Linked DNA regions of Sus scrofa: region 1 is linked to region 2. Evidence: chromatin contacts called from public promoter capture Hi-C data. All regions are on one chromosome and are shown on one strand. The core of a region is the stretch at or near the end of the contact, and the rest is flanking DNA. Distances in the headings are between cores, read along the strand shown.

The links. Promoter capture Hi-C pulls out the DNA fragments that hold promoters and counts their contacts.
Region 1: a contact with region 2 is called in a promoter capture Hi-C map of liver, with 7 times the contacts expected there. The contact joins the promoter of STX17 here to the promoter of ALG2 in region 2. A contact is called at or near these places in 1 of 5 promoter capture datasets (liver), 1 of 47 Hi-C or Micro-C datasets (heart right ventricle) and 2 of 2 datasets of contacts at active chromatin or transcription factors (alveolar macrophages and skeletal muscle).

The regions. Positions count from the first base shown.
Region 1 is chr1:241,656,084-241,658,783 of Sscrofa11.1, forward strand. It overlaps STX17 (syntaxin-17), which reads left to right and starts at 1,381. Exons shown (of 9, transcript XR_002336997.1): 1 at 1,381-1,468.
Region 2 is chr1:240,983,547-240,986,246 of Sscrofa11.1, forward strand. ALG2 (ALG2, alpha-1,3/1,6-mannosyltransferase) reads right to left here and starts at 1,270. Exons shown (of 2, transcript NM_001101029.1): 1 at 907-1,270. The coding sequence starts at 1,254. SEC61B (Sec61 translocon beta subunit) reads left to right here and starts at 1,627. Exons shown (of 4, transcript NM_001243825.1): 1 at 1,627-1,718; 2 at 1,910-2,007. The coding sequence starts at 1,716.

The DNA.
Region 1 (2,700 bases), core at 131-2,630, 670 kb after region 2:
TTGCACCTCCCTAGTGTACTTGAGGTAGTTTTTTCAGAACTTAACTCAAAAGACCTTTACTTCAGGAGTTCCTATAGTGGCTCAGTGGTTAACGAACCTGACTAGTATTCATGAGGATGTGGGTTCAATCCCTGTCCTTGCTCAGTGGATTGAGGATCTGGAGCTGTGTTGTAGGCCACAGATGTGGCTTGAATCCAGCATTGCTATGGCTGTGGCCTAGTTATAGTCATGAGCTGTGGCAGCAGTTACAGCTCCAGTTTGACCCTAGCCTGGGAACCTCCATATGCAGCGGGAGCGGCCCTTAAAAAAACCCAACACTTCTACTTCAAAAGATCTGTTTAACTGACCCTTGCATAAAAAATTTTTCCCATGGTATTATATAATACTTTAATTTTTCTCCTTAGAATTAAAATTTTACCACCACCTCATTCCTAGAGTAAAAAAACACCAGTGTTCACTATACTCACAAAGAAAATCCAAAATGCTTAGCAGATTTTATGCTTTACTTTAGAAATTGCTTTCAAGGGAATTCTTATAGACCTCTAATATTTATTGATCCACAACTTCTACTTTCACTCCACTGCAAGACCCCAAGAGCTGAGTTTACTTAGCTATGGCTTGAACATCCTTATGACTTCTGAGGACAGTATCATTCAGTGGATACATTCTGAGCAAGTCATCTGAATATTCAAACACATATTAAAAAGGCTGGATCTGTAAGTCAGTCTAACCAGCGAGGAGACCTGTGATCTAGAACAGGGCTTCAAAGCCAACCATCTGCTTGTTCATTGGTAGCAGCTGGTGTAACTGGAAAAACTTGGGAAGGAAATTAAAAAACCCATTCGGAGTTCCAACTCTGTCACTAACTGGCTGAACTGGAGTGAGTCAGCAGAAACTCTTGGAGCCTCAGTGTCATTATCTATAAAGTTAGGATAAGACAGTGGCATTAAGGGCTCCACCTGTTTGGTGGGAGGCAGGAGCAGGTCAGGGAGGGGAGGGAAGCATTGGACCAAGCTTCAATTTCTGCACCTGTAACAGTCAAGACTTTTGCCCTGAACACCTAAGAGGGTTTTGGAGGACGAGAAGGAGAAGGCACAACCTTTCTGAGCTTTAGTTTCAATGTGTAAAGAGGTAAGAACACCTGGCCAACTAATAAAATTCCTAGAACACAGGAAAATGGATAGAAAAAAACCCTGCAAAATGTAGAGGCCCATACGTATGTGAATCGTCTCACACCTAAAATGCAACAGACTTACAAACCCAGACCATAACTCAAGACAACCTCTTAAAGCTCAGCCCAGAGTGGCAACATCGCTTGTACTCACGGGACAGCCGGCCACACCCCTCGAGGCTGGAGCGGGGCGGGAGGGGGCGTGGCGCAGCCCGGCAGGCCTATCGTGGTGCCCCGCCCCGTCGCGCCCGCGCCTGCGCTGTGCGCGCTTACTGGTCTCAAGCGCCCCGGCGGGAGGTAAGGGGCTCGCGACAGGCCGCCTCATGGGTGTCAGGCCCTGTGTGGCATGGTAGGCCGGGTGCCAACCTCGCGCGCGGGAGGGGCGCCCGGCGGGAAGCAGGGTATCAGTTCGGAAGTGCGAGCTCTGTGGGGCTTCTCTCAGCTCCAAGAAGTGATGGTTTCGGTTTTGGAGGCGCTATTCGAAGCGGGTATAGAGGGCGGCCGACCGGAGGAGCTGGTCGGCCTCCTGGGGTCTCAGGGTGGAAAAGTTTCTATCGTCTGCCCTGCCGTGACGCACTGTGGGCCATAGGTCGTCAGCGTCGTGGGCGTCTACGTCCTGAGACTGGTCCGCGTACCCGTTCTCGGCGAGGGTGGGGGGAGGGGCGTTTGGTTTCTGTGGCCCGGGTGCGCTGTGGGTTACTCTGCTCCGAGGTAGTGAGGGGAGGACCCGAAGCGAGAGGGTGGAGTGTCCTGTCAGCCAGACCGGGAGGTGGCTCTTAGAAGGTCCCATGTTTAACTCCCCCTTTTTTAAAATTCGGAATCAGAGGCTCAGAGAGCGGACTATAGGGTAGGACCAGGGGCCTTGACTTTTCTTTCCAAATTTAGGAACGCGTCCCCAAGTCAGAATCTTGTCCGAAACAAATCAGGGCGACGTGGCTGAAGACATTCGGTGCCACTGGTGTGGGGAAATGTTGGAAGATGTTCATCACTTTTTTTTGTTGCCAGCAATTTTGGACTTTTTCTGAGAAATAGGGCTTTTCCTTTATAAATAATCCGAAGTAATTTGGTTAACCTCCCAGTACTTTTTCCTTACTGGAAACTAATGGTATGGTATTCAGCTGGTAATAGTTGTAAGCACCTGCCATTCCCCCATCCCCAGCCCCCGAGCCAAGTGTCTGTGCAGTGAATATGGTTGCAGTTATTTGATGTAGAAATGTTTGGCCTGTCTTACATGAAACAGCTCAACACGTTTTTAAAAAAGACTTTATTTTGAAATAATTTTACAATAACGGAGGAGTTAGAAAAGTAATAGAGAGTTTTCTAGTTTCCTTTAATGTTAGCATCTCATATAATCGTAATACAAATATCAAAAGTAGGAAATCAACTTAGGTACAACACCGTTAACTAAACTATCAGCTTTCTTAAGATTTCATCTTTTTTTTTTATACTAATGTCCTTTTTCTGTTCTAGGATCCAATCTAAGACCCCACATTGCATTTAGTTAACATGGCTCCTGAGTCTCCTCCAGT
Region 2 (2,700 bases), core at 20-2,519:
GGGGCTTTTGTAGTCTCCTATATTATTTGAATTTTTAGTTCTGAGTAAATGTTACTTTATTTTTTCATTTTATGGCTGCACTTGCGGCATATGTACATTCCCAAGCCAGGGATTTAATCCCAGCCACAGCTGCAACCTATGCTAGATCTTTTAACCCACTACTCAGGGAGGGGATAGAACCTGCACCTCTGCAGCAACCCCAGCCACTGCAGTTGGTCGGATTCATGGGCCCCCGGGCCACGACAACTCCATCAGTAAATGTGACTTTTTAAGATGAAAATTTTTTTTTGGAAAAAAAAAATACATAAAAAGAGTCTAGAATAGCTAGAGCCCAGATCCAGGTGGACATTATTTACCAAGGTAAAGAACCCAGACTTTTCTCCAAAGACTAGTGGGAAACCATGTTAAAGTTTTGAAAGGGACAGCACCTGTTTAGCTTGGGGTTTTTAACACATGACACTGCTAAGGAGTGGGGTGGTCCGGCTGCACGTGCTATAGTGGGCCATATGTGGCCTGGAAGTAGTGTCAACAGGAATAATGCAAAGAAGGAAGAAATACGAGTTACTCAGAAGTAAAAGGTGACTGAAGGCTGACTTCTAATACTCCTGTTTTCTTAGAGCGAGCACCAAGGCCCGTCGTTTCAGATTCATCGACGATCTAGTGAAAATGCAGATTTCGGGCACCACCTCAGGGGTCTAGGATGAAAACACCCGAGGGTGGGGCCAAGTAATCCGCAACTTTAACGTGTTCACACTAAAGTTCGAGCACCAGCGTCACTCCCAACTCTGATCGCTCCACATCAGTTTCGATGTTTCCGAACAACACAGAGAAATTCAGAGGTCATGCAGCGCGCCCTCCATACAGAGTTAAAAGAGGCTCGGCGATGGCTTGGTGTGGCCACCTCACCTGGTCGCATACGACCACGTCGAACTCCTCGTCGCTGAGGAAAAGCACGTAGAGCGCCAGGTAAATCATGCGCAGGTAGGCGCACACCGCGCCGCCGCGGCCGCCCCAGCCCAAGCTGCGCGGCAGCCAGTCCCCGGCGCAGCGCACCGGCAGCTCGCGGCTTTCGGCGAAGCAGTGGCCCGGGTCGTAGTGCGCGGTCCAGATCTTCACGCTGCATCCGCGGGCCTGCAGCGCCAGCGCCGCGTCTAGCACCAGCCGCTCGGCGCCGCCCACGCCAAGGTCCGGGTGTAGGAACAACACCGACGGCTTAGGACCCGGGTCCTCATCTTGGCCCTGATTCTCCTCCATCGTCCAGAAGCCGCCTCGGCGCGGACGCTTAAGGGCTTCCGCGCATGCTCTTTTCCCCGTCCTCCCAGCGGGCCCTTCTGGGGATCGACCACGCCCCGCGGTGTGCGCGTTGGTTAGGCCACATCAGCGCGAATCTGTGGGCAACTAGTAACTGCCGGAGGAAATTTCTCGTCTGACCATGGCTGGGATCTCCCACTGGCAGAGACTGGACTCTAGGAAGGACTCTGTGATCCAAGTGAAAAGATAGGAAGTCTGTAATTCCTATACAGCACTAAGTCGCCTGTACTAAAATTCCTCCAGGCACATAGTCGGACAGCCCAGGCGTCCCTGGAGTCAGCGAGGACCCTGCCAGCAGGTCCGGGGGCGGGACCAGAATCAGTCTCTCCGGCCGCTGGTCTGTTGAGGGCTCTACCGTTTCCCCGCCATCAACTTCAGTTGCCTGCTTCTCTCCAGTTTCCAGCATGGTATGTGGCCCCAGCCTTGCCTTCTTGTCCCGGCTTCTCCCATGCGCCCTGATTTTTGCCGTATGCTTTGTCCTTCTTCCGCGGCTCCTTTGCTTCCCCCAGGCCCCGGTGCAGGTCTTCGCCGTCAGGGCCCGGGGTCTGGGGGCCGGCCGGCGGCGCTAACCCGTTTCTCACCTTGTCTCCCTCCACAGCCCGGTCCGACGCCCAGTGGCACCAACGTGGGCTCCTCAGGACGCTCTCCCAGCAAAGCAGTGGCCGCCCGGGCGGCAGGATCCACGGTCCGGCAGAGGTAAGGACCCCTGCGATCTTCTCTAGGTGGGCTCGGAGGGATCCGGCCCAGGAATTCTCTGGTTCTGACAAGGAGACTTCTGATGTTACGGTTCACAGGGGCGAAAGGATGCAGGTGGTGCGGCCGTAGCGATAGTTAAAAGACTTTTGGTGTTTTGTGTCTCGAGAGGGAGACATTTTCTTCCCAATGTTCAGTTTTGAGCATCACTTTTGAAATAAGAAAGTTAAACTGGGGTGAGGCCGGAAGCAACATTAAGAAAACTGATGTCATTAATCTCCTGTCTCTAGACCTGAGCTTTACACTCAACATTAGTGTTTGGAAATCCTGTACAGACTCAAACTAACACGACTTGTCTAATACACAATTCTTGTCTCTCCGTTCACCTCAACGTCTGCTCCCAAGTATATCTCTTTACTTCCATATGGCAACTGCTACATACTTGTTCACCCAAGCCAGAACATCGGTGTCATCTTAGATTATTATTTAATGCTGTGGCTCTATCCTGTACCTTTACATTGTACAGGGAAACTTTCTCAACAGTTCTTTCCTTATCCATTTCTTCTGACTCAGTCTCTCACCTAGGAAATATTCTACCTAATTTTTGTCTTCTCTAGGTTATTTCCATTTTAATACTCTGCTCTGATTCTGTCATTGTAGTGGTTAGTGTCCATGTTGGTTTCTTGTTGCTGAACT